Linked DNA regions of Ovis aries: region 2 is linked to region 1. The links are chromatin contacts, called in public Hi-C maps. All regions are on one chromosome and are shown on one strand. The core of a region is the stretch at or near the end of the contact, and the rest is flanking DNA. Distances in the headings are between cores, read along the strand shown.

What was found. A called contact is a pair of places that touch in the nucleus more often than the background predicts.
Region 2: a Hi-C map of retroperitoneal adipose tissue shows a contact between it and region 1, with 5 times the contacts expected there. The contact joins two enhancer-like sites. A contact is called at or near these places in 12 of 16 Hi-C or Micro-C datasets (blood, hypothalamus, mesenteric adipose tissue and 5 more).

The regions. Positions count from the first base shown.
Region 1 is chr1:167,062,789-167,068,671 of ARS-UI_Ramb_v3.0, reverse strand. The region is part of intron 3 of NXPE3 (neurexophilin and PC-esterase domain family member 3); the gene reads right to left. Among named protein-coding and RNA genes, the nearest start is that of NFKBIZ, 32 kb to the left of the region's middle. Within about 2 kb of position 2,426, at least 19 of the 54 cell types and tissues checked have an H3K27ac peak or open chromatin away from gene starts, as enhancers often do.
Region 2 is chr1:167,523,693-167,530,123 of ARS-UI_Ramb_v3.0, reverse strand. It overlaps LOC121816352 (a long non-coding RNA gene), which reads right to left. Exons shown (of 9, transcript XR_006055889.2): 7 at 1,696-1,786. Among named protein-coding and RNA genes, the nearest start is that of ZPLD1, 280 kb to the left of the region's middle. Within about 2 kb of position 2,058, at least 5 of the 54 cell types and tissues checked have an H3K27ac peak or open chromatin away from gene starts, as enhancers often do.

The DNA.
Region 1 (5,883 bases), core at 1,177-3,676:
CTCCCTTCCACCGAAGGAGATAGGAGTTCTATCCCTGGTGGCGGAACTAAGATCCCACATGTTACATGGCATGGCCAAAAAGAAAAAAAAAGTAATTAATGAATTAGTTTCCTAGCTTAAAAAAAAAAAGTCAGCAATGCTCAGATGGGAAAGTCACAGTCCTTGCCCTCAAGGAGTTTATAGTCATTTTTGAAGAATTAACATCAAACTATAATTGTCCCATATTATTTACTTTTAAGAGTTAAAGTTAAGGTTTCACTTTTTTTTCCATGAAGTCCCACCCAGGCTTTTCTAGATTCTCATACCTAATTCTCACTCTCATTATACTTAGCATTTGGCCCCAATTAAATTGCATAAAAGTTCAATTTACCATTCTTTCTTCAGATTAAGATCAAGCACTGACACAAGGCTTTATCAGGCAAAAATCTGTCTGCAAAGGCTACGGTGGAAAATGAACAAGACACTCAATGTGATCACTGCTATTAAAGGAAATACCGAGCTCATTAGAACTTAAGAACCAAGCAAATACCAACTGCTAGAAGGCCCTGCCTGGTCAGCACCAAACTCTGCCTAGCATCATGCCATACAAATGGTTTCCCTTCTCCTGCTTAACTTGTCTTTTATCAACTAGAACTCTGCTATGTCTGTTTCCATTTTTTTTAAAGCAAATCAAAATCATAATTAATTTTCTAGTTTTGGGGGTCATATTTACTTCCTGATTTCCTTCAAATGAAACTAAGTTGATATAATAAACAGAAGAGAAAAATAAAAAACACCACACACAACCACTCACAACTGTGGAATTTTGTTTTGTGAAAAGTCCTGTCCATAAACAGCCATCAAAAATAGTTCTCACAAAATGGTACAGATGAACTTATTTGCAAAGTAGAAATAGAAACACAGCTGTTAGAGAACAAACATACAGATATTAAGGAGGGATGGAAACGACCCAATCAAAAAATGGGCCAAAGAACTAAATAGACATTTCTCCAAAGAAGACATACGAATGGCTAACAAACACATGAGAAGATGCTCAACATCACTCATTATTAGAGAAATGCAAATCAAAACCACAATGAGGTACCACTTCACACCAGTCAGAATGTCTGTGATCCAAAAATCTGCAAGCAATAAATGCTGGAGAGGGTGTGGAGAAAAGGGAACCCTCCTACACTGTTGGTGGGAATGCAAACTAGTACAGCCACTATGGAGAACAGTGGGGAGATTCCTTAAAAAATTGCAAATAGAACTACCTTATGACCCAGCAATCCCACTGCTGGGCATACACACCAAGGAAACCAGAATGGAAAGAGACACCTGTACCCCAATGTTCATCGCAGCACTGTTTATAATAGCCAGGACATGGAAACAACCTAGATGTCCATCAGCAGATGAATGGATAAGAAAGCTGTGGTACATATACACAATGGAGCATTACTCAGCCGTTAAAAAGAATTCATTTGAATCAGTTCTGATGAGATGGATGAAACTGGAGCCGATTATACAGAGTGAAGTAAGCCAGAAAGAAAAACACCAATACAGTATACTAACACATATATATGGAATTTAGGAAGATGGCAATGACGACCCTGTATGCAAGACAGGAAAAAAGACACAGATGTGTATAACAGACTTTTGGACTCAGAGGGAGAGGGAGAGGGTGGGATGATTTGGGTGAATGGCATTCTAACATGTATACTATCATGTAAGAATTGAATCGCCAGTCTATGTCTGACGCAGGATACCGCATGCTTGGGGCTGGTGCATGAGGATGACCCAGAGAGATGTTATGGGCAGGGAGGTGGGAGGGGAGTTTATGTTTGGGAAAGCATGTAAGAATTAAAGATTTTAAAATTTAAAAAATAAAAAACTAAAAACAAACAAAAAAAAAAAGGAGGGATGGGGGAATGGAATGAACTGGGAAACTGGGATTGACATATATACACTACCTGTGTAAAATAGATAATTAGTGATAATAGATAATAAAATAGTAAACTTAATAGATAATAAAATAGATAACTATTTTATTATAACAGGGAACTCTACTCAGTACTCTGTGGTTACCTAAATGGGAGGGAAATCTTAAAAAAGAGGGGATATGCGTACATGTATAGCTGATTCACTTTGTTGTACAGTAGAAACTAACACAACATTGTAAATTAACTATATTGTAATAAAAATTAATTTAAAATTAAAAAAAAAAAACCAGTTCCCACAAAGCTGTTGGTCAGCTCTGTAAACTCTAAGCAGGGTTTTCAGTCTTGCTGCCCTGGATCCGCCCCTCCTCGCTCTATCCACACCCTTTCTGGGAAGAGGAAAAGGCCTCCTGAGAATAAGGGACGGCCCTCCAATGAGCAGGGTTTTGTTCCAAGTCTGAAGAGCTGCCCAGAGCCCAGCAGTGAGACCAGGAAGCTAAGAAGGCTGGACTGGCCAGACTCCCTTGGTGACAGGCAGCTCATCTCAGAGTCACACAGCAGACGGCCCAGTGGGCGACACAGGGACACTCTGTTGCCTGGATGCAGTAAACTGGACTACAGTTTGTCTGTCTCCTTCCACTTAAATCTATTATAAACTTGGAGTAGGACCAAACAGAACTAGAAGAGAAACAACGGAAAATGTTCACTTCCATTTCCCAGCCTAGAATGTCAGAAGGGAAGACACCTATGAAGTGAGTGTCCAGCGCTTCATCACACACTTGGAGAAAGGAAGCCCCGAGAAGCAGATGATTTGTCCAGAGTCACACGTCTTGTCAGTGGTGTGAACTGCAACAGGCAGCCAGAACTTTCATTGACGCATGACAGCCCCACCACTGGTCAGAAACTATCACTCATCTCTCCAGCATTAGGACCCACCTTTAGTCCTTTGGAGAAGTCAGTTTTCCCTCACCTGGTGCCTTTCTGCAGGTACTGGACTGGGTCTGCTTATTTCAGAGCTGGATCTTGTATGTATGGGAGTTATGAAGCAAAAAGCAAAGTACCAACCTGGAACAAATGTAGTGAGGTATTCAAACCACTGCCTGATTGTTGAGTCACCAAAGAAATACACCACTTTTCTCTGTAAGCATTCTGTAATGTTGTCAGGGTCATTAAACTGGCGCATCTTAAACCTCCTGGGCCTCCACTGATCTTTGTAATAATAACCAGAAGGAAAAGTTCCTAAGCCTTGAGATAGTTCTAGGCTGTTGGTTTCTGAAAGAAAAAAAAAAAAGATATTCTGAAATTCTCTTCCAACAAGTCATACATAAGAAATGTTTCAAGTTAAAACACAATTATGCTCCTATGTTTGTTAGCCTGCTGGTTATGGGTGACATTTCCGGCTGTCACATCTCAAAGAAATCCCAGACTTTCCCTCTCCTACAAAAAGTTCTCCTTTGCACAAAAATAAGATTTAAAATGGGTGTGAGGATGTTTGTGGACAGAAGGGGAAAGGGGACATTGAGCATTCCCTCTGATGAAGCATGTTTTTCTCAAAATAAAAGCAGGCAAAAACCAAGGAAATGTGTAGATCTAAGCGCTGTCTGGGGTTATGGCTCACCCAAATGCCTGTGAGGCAAGTAACAATTTAAATTAATATTTTACATATGCATGGCAGTATTAGTCCTTACTGTTTCTCAGCTCATTCAAAAGTTTCAATCAATGGGTCCCACAATCAAATATTAACTCAGAAAACCATCACTGAACACAGAAAACAAACCAATGACACAAGATCTACAGACTTACTCTCCACAACACAAAAGGTTCAAAAGTCCTTATACACAATGAATAATATTAAAATTGCATCAGGGACTTCTCTGGGGGTCCAGTGGCTAAGACTCCGTGCTCCCAGTGCAGGGGGCTGGGGTTCCATCCCTGGTCAGGGAACTAGATCTAGATCTCACATGCCTCAACTAAGATCCAATGTGGCCAGATTTAAAAAAAATTGCATCAGCAGTGTGTACTCATGCTTGTAGCGTAGTTACACATGATCACACAAGCATCAGGACACCTTTCACAGTGACAGTCAACACCCTTCTTACCAAACACCTCCCTCAGAAAATGCCACTGGAATTTTTCAGTGGAAACAGAGCATTTTACTTGCTTCAACAGGGAGGCCTAATATTTCCTGCAAGTTTACTCTGCACCAGACACTCTTCTGAGCAATTAAATGTATTATCTCATCGGACGCTCACAATAACCCTTCAAGATAGGTCCTACCTTTCAAAACAGTTAAGTAATTTGACCTCAGTTCCAGAGCCAGGAAGTAGCAAAGCCAGGATCTAATCTAAGCAGGTGAGCCCCCACGGCCATGCTCTTAACCACTGCGCTACATCACTTCCCAAAACAAGATGTCTGTGGATACCGGCCATTTTCTTTTAGGCTTTTTTTCTGGAAAGTGTACATTTATTCATTTCTAGCACTTATTATTCAAGTTTATAATCTTCCAAAAACCACCTATCATTTTGTATCACTCCCTTACACACCCCAAGGTTCAAATCTTGATCATAATCCATCAATGCTATAGTCTCACCTGTCTAACCACAATTCAAAATCCAAGAGCTCACATGACTTAGAAATTGAAATTTAAGCAAGTCTCCTACTCATGACTATTTTCAGCTTCTTTGATTTCTTTATTTAAAAAAAAAAAAATTCTACCTCCTTCCAATGCCTGTCTGCTTGCTCCAGTTCATTTTTTCTTTTCTTTCTTTATTTATGGCAGTGCTGGGCCTTCACCGCCGCAGGGGCCTTTCTCTAGTTGTGGCTCCTGGACTCTAGAGCACAGGCTCCATAGTTCTGTGCACACAGGCTCAGCTACCCCTGTGGCATGTGGGATCTTCCCGCACTGGTAGGCGGGCTCTTTCATAGCGAGCCACCAGGGAGGCCCCTTCTTTGACTTCTTGATATTATCTATATTACTCAAAGTTATTTTGGTTTTATTCCCTTCAAAGAAGATGCCCTATTTGATAGAGGGTGCATATTTAATCCTTTTTCTTAGGCATCTGCAAATTCTTTGCAGGTTCAAGGTCTCAACTGAAAAGCAAACAGCATTGTAAATGCTTTTGTGGCAAATGTGATTATCAAAGAAAACTGGGGGGTAGGGTAAACATTTGTTTGACTTATTCAAAAGCAATTTCTCAACATGCTACTAAATGAGGCATAACCATGTCATCTCATCTTGCCCAAAGTTCCTTATTACATCAACACATAAAGGTTGCACAGGCCAGAGCACACACCTGGGGCCCAGAGAAAATATCTACTGGAATGGGAATCAAAAGTGATTTTAAAGTCACAATTTTTGCTAGGTTAAGTTAGTACACTCAGCTATTCTGTGTCAAGTAAGTGTTACAAAGAAACATGTATATCACACCGGAAACAATTACCATTTCCATTCAAATGTTAATTATATTCACTATCAGAGTTAAGTCAAGCAAAGCAAATCAATTACTGAACCTCACATTAATTCTTTAAACATGCAGCACTAGATAACAAAAGGTATTTTTAAAGAGAAATATGTATACCTACACTGCCCTCTTATGGTCAACTGGGACAAAAATATATCCCGACTAACAATTTCAAGCAGTCTGAACTGTTTAAAAAGCCAGCGTTTCTTGGAGCTCAGAAAGAATTTTGATGTAAGTTGTACTGTATAAGCGGAATAAAAATAATTTAAAAACATAACCAAGTCATTACTCAACTTTATGTTTATCTTGAACATTGATGGTGAAGGAAATTTATACGGCAGTGGTTGTAAGAGCAGACATAAAGATCTTTATGCAAAATCAGAAGGGATAGTTTTGATTATTTGCAAGTAAGGTCCATAGGGGCCTTCTCTAAAATGTCTTGCTGCTGCTGTTGCTGCTAAGTCACATCAGTCGTGTCCAACTCTGTGCGACCCCATAGACGGTAG
Region 2 (6,431 bases), core at 809-3,308, 460 kb before region 1:
CACCAGCCTAATGGCAGAAAGTAAAGAAGAACTAGAGAGCCTCTTGATGAAAGTGAAAGAGGAGAGTGAAAAAGTTGGCTTAAAGCTCAACATTCAGAAAACTAAGATCATGGCATCTAGTCCCATCACTTCGTGGCAGATAGATGCGGAAACAATGGAAACAGTGGCAGACTACTATTCTGGGCTCCAAAATCACTGCAGATGGTGATTGCAGCAATGAAATTAAAAGATGCTTACTCCCTGGAAGGAAAGTTATGACCAACCTAGAGCGCATATTCAAAACAGAGACATTACTTTGCCAACAAAGGTCCATCTAGTCAAGGCTATGGTTTTTCCAGTGGTCATGTATGGATGTGAGAGTTGGACCATAAAGAAAGCTGAGAGCCAAAGAATCGATGCTTTTGAACTATGGTGTTGGAAAAGACTCTTGAGAGTCCCTTGGACTGCAAGGAGATCCAACCAGTCCATTCTGAAGGAGATCAACCCTGGGATTTCTCTGGAAGGAAAGATGCTAAAGCTGAAGCTCCAGTACTTTGGCCACTTGATGCAAAGAGCTAACTCATTGGAAATATTCTGATGCTAGGAAAGATTGAGGGCAGGAGGTGAAGGATACAACAGAAGATGAGATGGTTGGATGGCATCATCGACTTAATGGACATGGGTTTGTGTGGACTCTGAGAGCTGGTGATGGACAGGATGGTGTGCTGTGGTTAATGGGGTCGCAAAGAGTTGGACACGACTGAGCAACTGAACTGAACTGAACACATATATATGGAATTTAGAAAGATGGTAACAATGACCCTATACGTGAGACAGCAAAAGAGACACCGATGTATAGAAGTCTTTTGGACTCTGGGAGAAGGTGAGGGTGGGAGGATTAGAGAGAATAGCATTGAAACATGTATATTATCATATGTGAAAGAGATCACCAGTCCAGGTTCAATGCATGAGACAGGTTGCTCAAGGCTGGTGTATTGTGATGACCGTGAGGGGTGGGATGGGGAGAGGGTGGAAGAGTGGTTCAGGATGGGGAACACATGTACACCCGTGGCTGATTCATGTCACTGTATGGCAAAAACCACTACAATATTATAAAGTAATTAGCCTCCAATTAAAACAAATAAATTAATTTAAAAATAAATACTATTAGAATCAATGTATTAAACATAAAAAAAAATGTTTCAACTGCAGTCAGTAATTTTGATTGAGTTTCCATATGCTTTCAACTAAAATATTCAGATATTGAGCTGAAAGTGCCTTGATGATTTTGACTCACAGTATTCAAAAAGCCATTAAGTTTGTATATTTCAGCTTATCCTTATCAACATTTAAACATATTTTCATATTGATTTTTCTTTGATGAAAGTATCATATTTGCATGGAAATATAAAAGCCTGGATTCTATCGTTAGTGTCTTTACTATCAATTAGCTCTTCAATCTTTCAGTCAAATCACTCAACATTTCTAGACCTCATCTCCTCACCTGCAGAATGGAGCAGTGGGTGGGATGCTTCCTAAGCACATCATCTCTAAGATTTCTTCCAGTTTTAAAATAAAACATGGCAGGATTTCCACAGCAAAGCTTCTAGGTATATTTCAAGTGTGCTCATTATTACCAAATGCCACTAGAGGTCAGATTAAGTTTGGTAATTCCATCTAATCTGGCATACACATTGAACAAATGCAGAAGCTTACCTTATATTGATGCCTTGCCAGCATGCCTGAACCTAGATCCTTCTGAGCTAATGAATGTTGATCCCAGTGTTATAGAGTAAAATGGGAAAATCTGTGAAAACAAAATCGCATTCATTAGTCTATAATTTGTAATTGCCTGGTACCAGAATGCTTATCTTTCTTTGCATGCCTGAATGTCATTAATTGAATGTGTCACCTGAAGCCCAGGGCTTAGTGCTTGCTCATGTTACTGTGCTAATCAATCAGTTGCAAGGAAGTGGGGCTGCAAGACTAAAAATGTTTCCTGTCCTCTTTGTGCATCTAGATGTGACTGTGTTAATAATCCGTGACTGCCTGTGTATGTGGCACTTGACCCATTGCCTGTATTCCTATTGAAGTGTAAAGGAATGAGTGGGAAAAAAATGAGTCATAGTGAATACACATTATCCTTGGATAGCTGCCTTGTCAGTCTACCAATCAGGACCAGTTCTAGGCATAACTGTGGTGTCTGTAAACTCAGATATTTTGTAGCTACTATTCCCCTGTCTTTTCATCACTCCTACTCTCTCTCTCTTCTCAATATCCTTAGTCAAACTCTCCTCTCAGGAGAGATCGAAAAAACTCAAATTCAGTAAGATATATGAATCTGATGATGAAATTTTGCTCTCCTGGGCACATTTGCATTTTGTCAGAGAACAAGACTTTTTATTGGTGGAAGTCCAAAAGTAGAATTGCAATCATCCAGAAGCATAGTAACTGGGGGGACAGGGTGATTGACAGCAACTTCAAAATCATCCCATGGAACCGACATTATAGGCCAATGACAAAGGCTGGCCTTGCCTCCCCAGTGATGCATGCAGCCTGACTGGGTAAGGCATTCTTCTTCTTCTTTTTTTTTTTAACAGCAGTTATTGAGCATTTACTGCACATGAGATTTTGTGTGAGGACCCAAGATCAGGTTCCTGCACATGAGAAACACACTAACTGAGTTCCTGACCCAAGTGCCCTGGGTTCGCTTCCCTAATGCATGGGATCACTGCTTGAGGTTGTGATTTCTTCCTGCACAAGGTACCAAAACGCAGCTGGAGCCTCAGCACCATCTCCAGGGCAAGAATCTGCAGAATGGGGATCATCATCCTCTTTCCTCTACAACCTCTATTCAACAATAAATGACAGGGACAGGGATGGGAGGTTCTGAGAGTCACACTGAGGGATGGAAGTACAGGGTCTTGAACTGAAAATGGGGGTTTCCGAATATTCATTATTTCTAGATAGCTCTGTGAAATGAAGATAAGACAGAATTTTCTAGTGGCCATAACTTAATAACACTAGAGGCAAACAAATCTTAAAGCCTTAGGGACCTCGAAACTCCCAAGATGCTAATGCATTAACACTTGGGATCACAGCCTTGACAACCTTGTCTCCAGATTCTTCTCTGTGAAATCAACATCATGGTTGCATCTGCCTTAAATCTGCCACAACCAGTGCACAGAAAAATTCTCTTTGACATTTATTGTCTCAGAAACAGAAATGTCACTTTATATTTACCTAGTAATTTACAGAGTGACTCGGAAAATCCCTTTGTTTGTCCCATAAGGTACAATGTTCTCACACCTCACAGATTTTATAGAGTTGGTAGAACCCAGTGGCTCAGCAGCAAAGAATCCACCTGCAATGCAGGAAATGAGGGTTTGATCCCTCAACTGGGAAGATCTCCTGGAGAAGGAAATGGCAACCCATTCCAGTATTCTTGTTTGGGAAATCCCATGGACTGAGGAGCATGGTGGGCTATAGTCCACAGGGTCCCAAAGGAATTGGACACGACTTGGTAACTAAACACACACAGAGAAAATGGTCTATATCACCTTTTGCTCACACTAACCCACTTACAGTGCTGGATGAAATGCCTAGCACTTCCTGACCAACACCCCTTACCCAGACGATCCAACACCATCTTTCATAAGCACCATATTTCAGATAGTTAAATTGAGACCCAGGTATGTTAACTGACTCTCTTAGCAGTAGAAATGGGTCTCAGAATAACTGAGAGACTTTTCATTCTCATTTCATAAAACATCCCTGCAGCACCGAACACTGTTGACCCCTATTGCTTTCCTGAACCATCTCTTCCAGGGTTACCTCTGCATACCCTTGATTTTTCTGCATAGACCTTCTCATTCTCTTTAAGGAGACAGAATTGGCCAGTCTTAGTTCTGAGCTCTCCAATGCTACAGTCTTACCTTTTTTTGTCTCTTATTCTCATGGTTTTAAATATTATCTCTGCCACACATATTCCCAAATTTCCATATCTCAGTCATGCCTCCTTTATGAGTTCTGGGTTTATTCATCCAAATGTCAACTTGTTATTTCCATCTTGTTATTTTCACACATCTTAAACTGAAGTCTTCATTTTCTCCCTCTCACCACCTCTACATTTCTCCTCATGTCAGCATACAATACCCTCACTCACTCAAAAAATCTTTACCTTCAAACTCTTTCTCCCACATTAAATGAGTCAAACAGAAAGTACCACGGCAGCTACTCCCAAAATGTATCCTCAACATATTACTTTAATCTCAAAAATAAAAATGAAGTTATAAAACAATAGCAGAAATTTGAACACTAAATATTTAATAATATTTTAAAGCATCATTCATTTTAATGTGTTCAACATTATAATCATTTTTGGAAGTATATACCAAAATATACACAGGTAAAAGGATACATTGTCTGAGAACTGATTTACAATAATCTGAGGTGAGATGAGTAGGAAGATATATATATAGGGGAAATAAGATATACCATGCAGTGATAATTACTAAAACTAGGTGAAAGGCATATCAGGTTCATTATACTCTTTATTTATTTTATTTATTTGCAAAATTCCATAATAAAGTAATGGAAAAATTTTTGAATGGCTTGCCTCAAATTTCCAGGCCAGAATACTGGAGTGGGTTATCAGGGGATCTTCCCAACCTGGGGATCTTCCCAACCCAGGGATCAAACCCATATCTTTTGAATCTCCTGAATTGGCCGGCAGATTCTTTATCACTGCGCCACATGGGAAGCCCATTTGCCTCAAGTAATTTAAGGCAATAAGACAATGTCAGACTTTTTACTTTTATTCCAAGTAAGTTGTCACTGATTTAACCTAACAAGAATTAGCCCCAAATTATTCAAATTGTCAAGAAGAGTCTGTGAAATACACATTTATATTCACCATCATTAAAGATCTACCTTGACATAAGTAGATACTGTACCTTGAAACAATGACAGTTTGAAAGCCATCATCATTACTAAGACACACACTAATCATGTGGAACATGATGACAAATGTCAAAGTTTTTTTGGTGGTGGTTCAAAGTACCATACTACACCTAACCCAGGCCTTTATAATATTTCTCTAAATATGTATTACATACTAAATTCCCTGCTGCTGCTGCTAAGTCGCTTCAGTCGTGTCTGACTCTGTGCAACCCCAGAGACAGCAGCCCACCAGGCTCCCTGTCCCTGGGATTCTCCAGGCAAGAACACTGGAATGGGTTGCCATTTCCTTCTCCAATGCAGGAAAATGAAAAGTGAAAGTGAAGCCGCTCAGTCATGTCCTACTGTTAGCGACCCCACGGACTGCAGCCCACCAGGCTCCTCCATCCATGGGATTTTCCAGGCAAGAGTACTGGAATGGGTTGCCATTGCCTTCTCCGACTAAATTCCCTACTTAAGCACAAAAAGAAAAACTATGTACCATTAGTAAAGATTGTCCTTCCTACAGTGAAAACAGCTGACAAAATACGAGAAGTAATATGGCTACAAATTAAAACATATTTTTTGTCAGAAAATACTATTGGAAAATATAAACATATTGCATATTTAAAGAAATAAGTATGAACCAGTATGGGAGGTTTACTATACAATTGGATGAAAATATATATTTTTTATGTCTATACTTATTATATACTCTAGTTTTTTTTCCAATAACAACATTTATGTAGCACTAATTTCCTTGTGAACAACTAAACTAAAAGGATATGCAAAGATTTATTCTAGTTAGTAAATTACTTCTCTGATATAGGAATGAAAATCATTTAAGCTAACTCTTGATGGATTGAAATCTTTGAATGTAATAAAAATAATAACAATTTAAATTTTTGGAGTACATTTTGGAGAGAGCAAATCAAATGAAATCTATGTACTTTATCATTAAAAGACAAGCAATTACAGCAAAGAAAATGAAACGGAAGTGCACAAAGTATTACACAATGTCATTAATGCAACTGATTTTATAAAAACAAGATCTCTGCAATACTTTGTAATGAGATGGAGAGTCATGATAAAAATCTTTTAAAGTGCTTAAAATTTCCTGATTATTTCATGGCAAAGTATTAGAAAGGTATCGAACTTACTGATAAGATACCCATTTTTTCTTTCACAAACACAATGGATCCAAATTTGCTGACTTTTTCTTAATGATTAATCTTTAAAATGAATAAGCGAATGAAACCTGTCTCAGTAAGGCTGTAGCTGATTTTCACTAAAAATTATAGAAAAAAGATTCTGAAAGTGAATACTAAGAAATATTTTCAGCATTATGGGTTTGTGTTGCTATAAATGATGTGTATCACCTATGACAACTTTCATATCTGCACACTTTAAAATATAGGGACAGAATTATTTAACCCAAATAAAAATCTTCCAAATGAAATACTTCAGTATATATTGAATTCATTTTGATGAATTTTAAAACAGTAACTGTCATA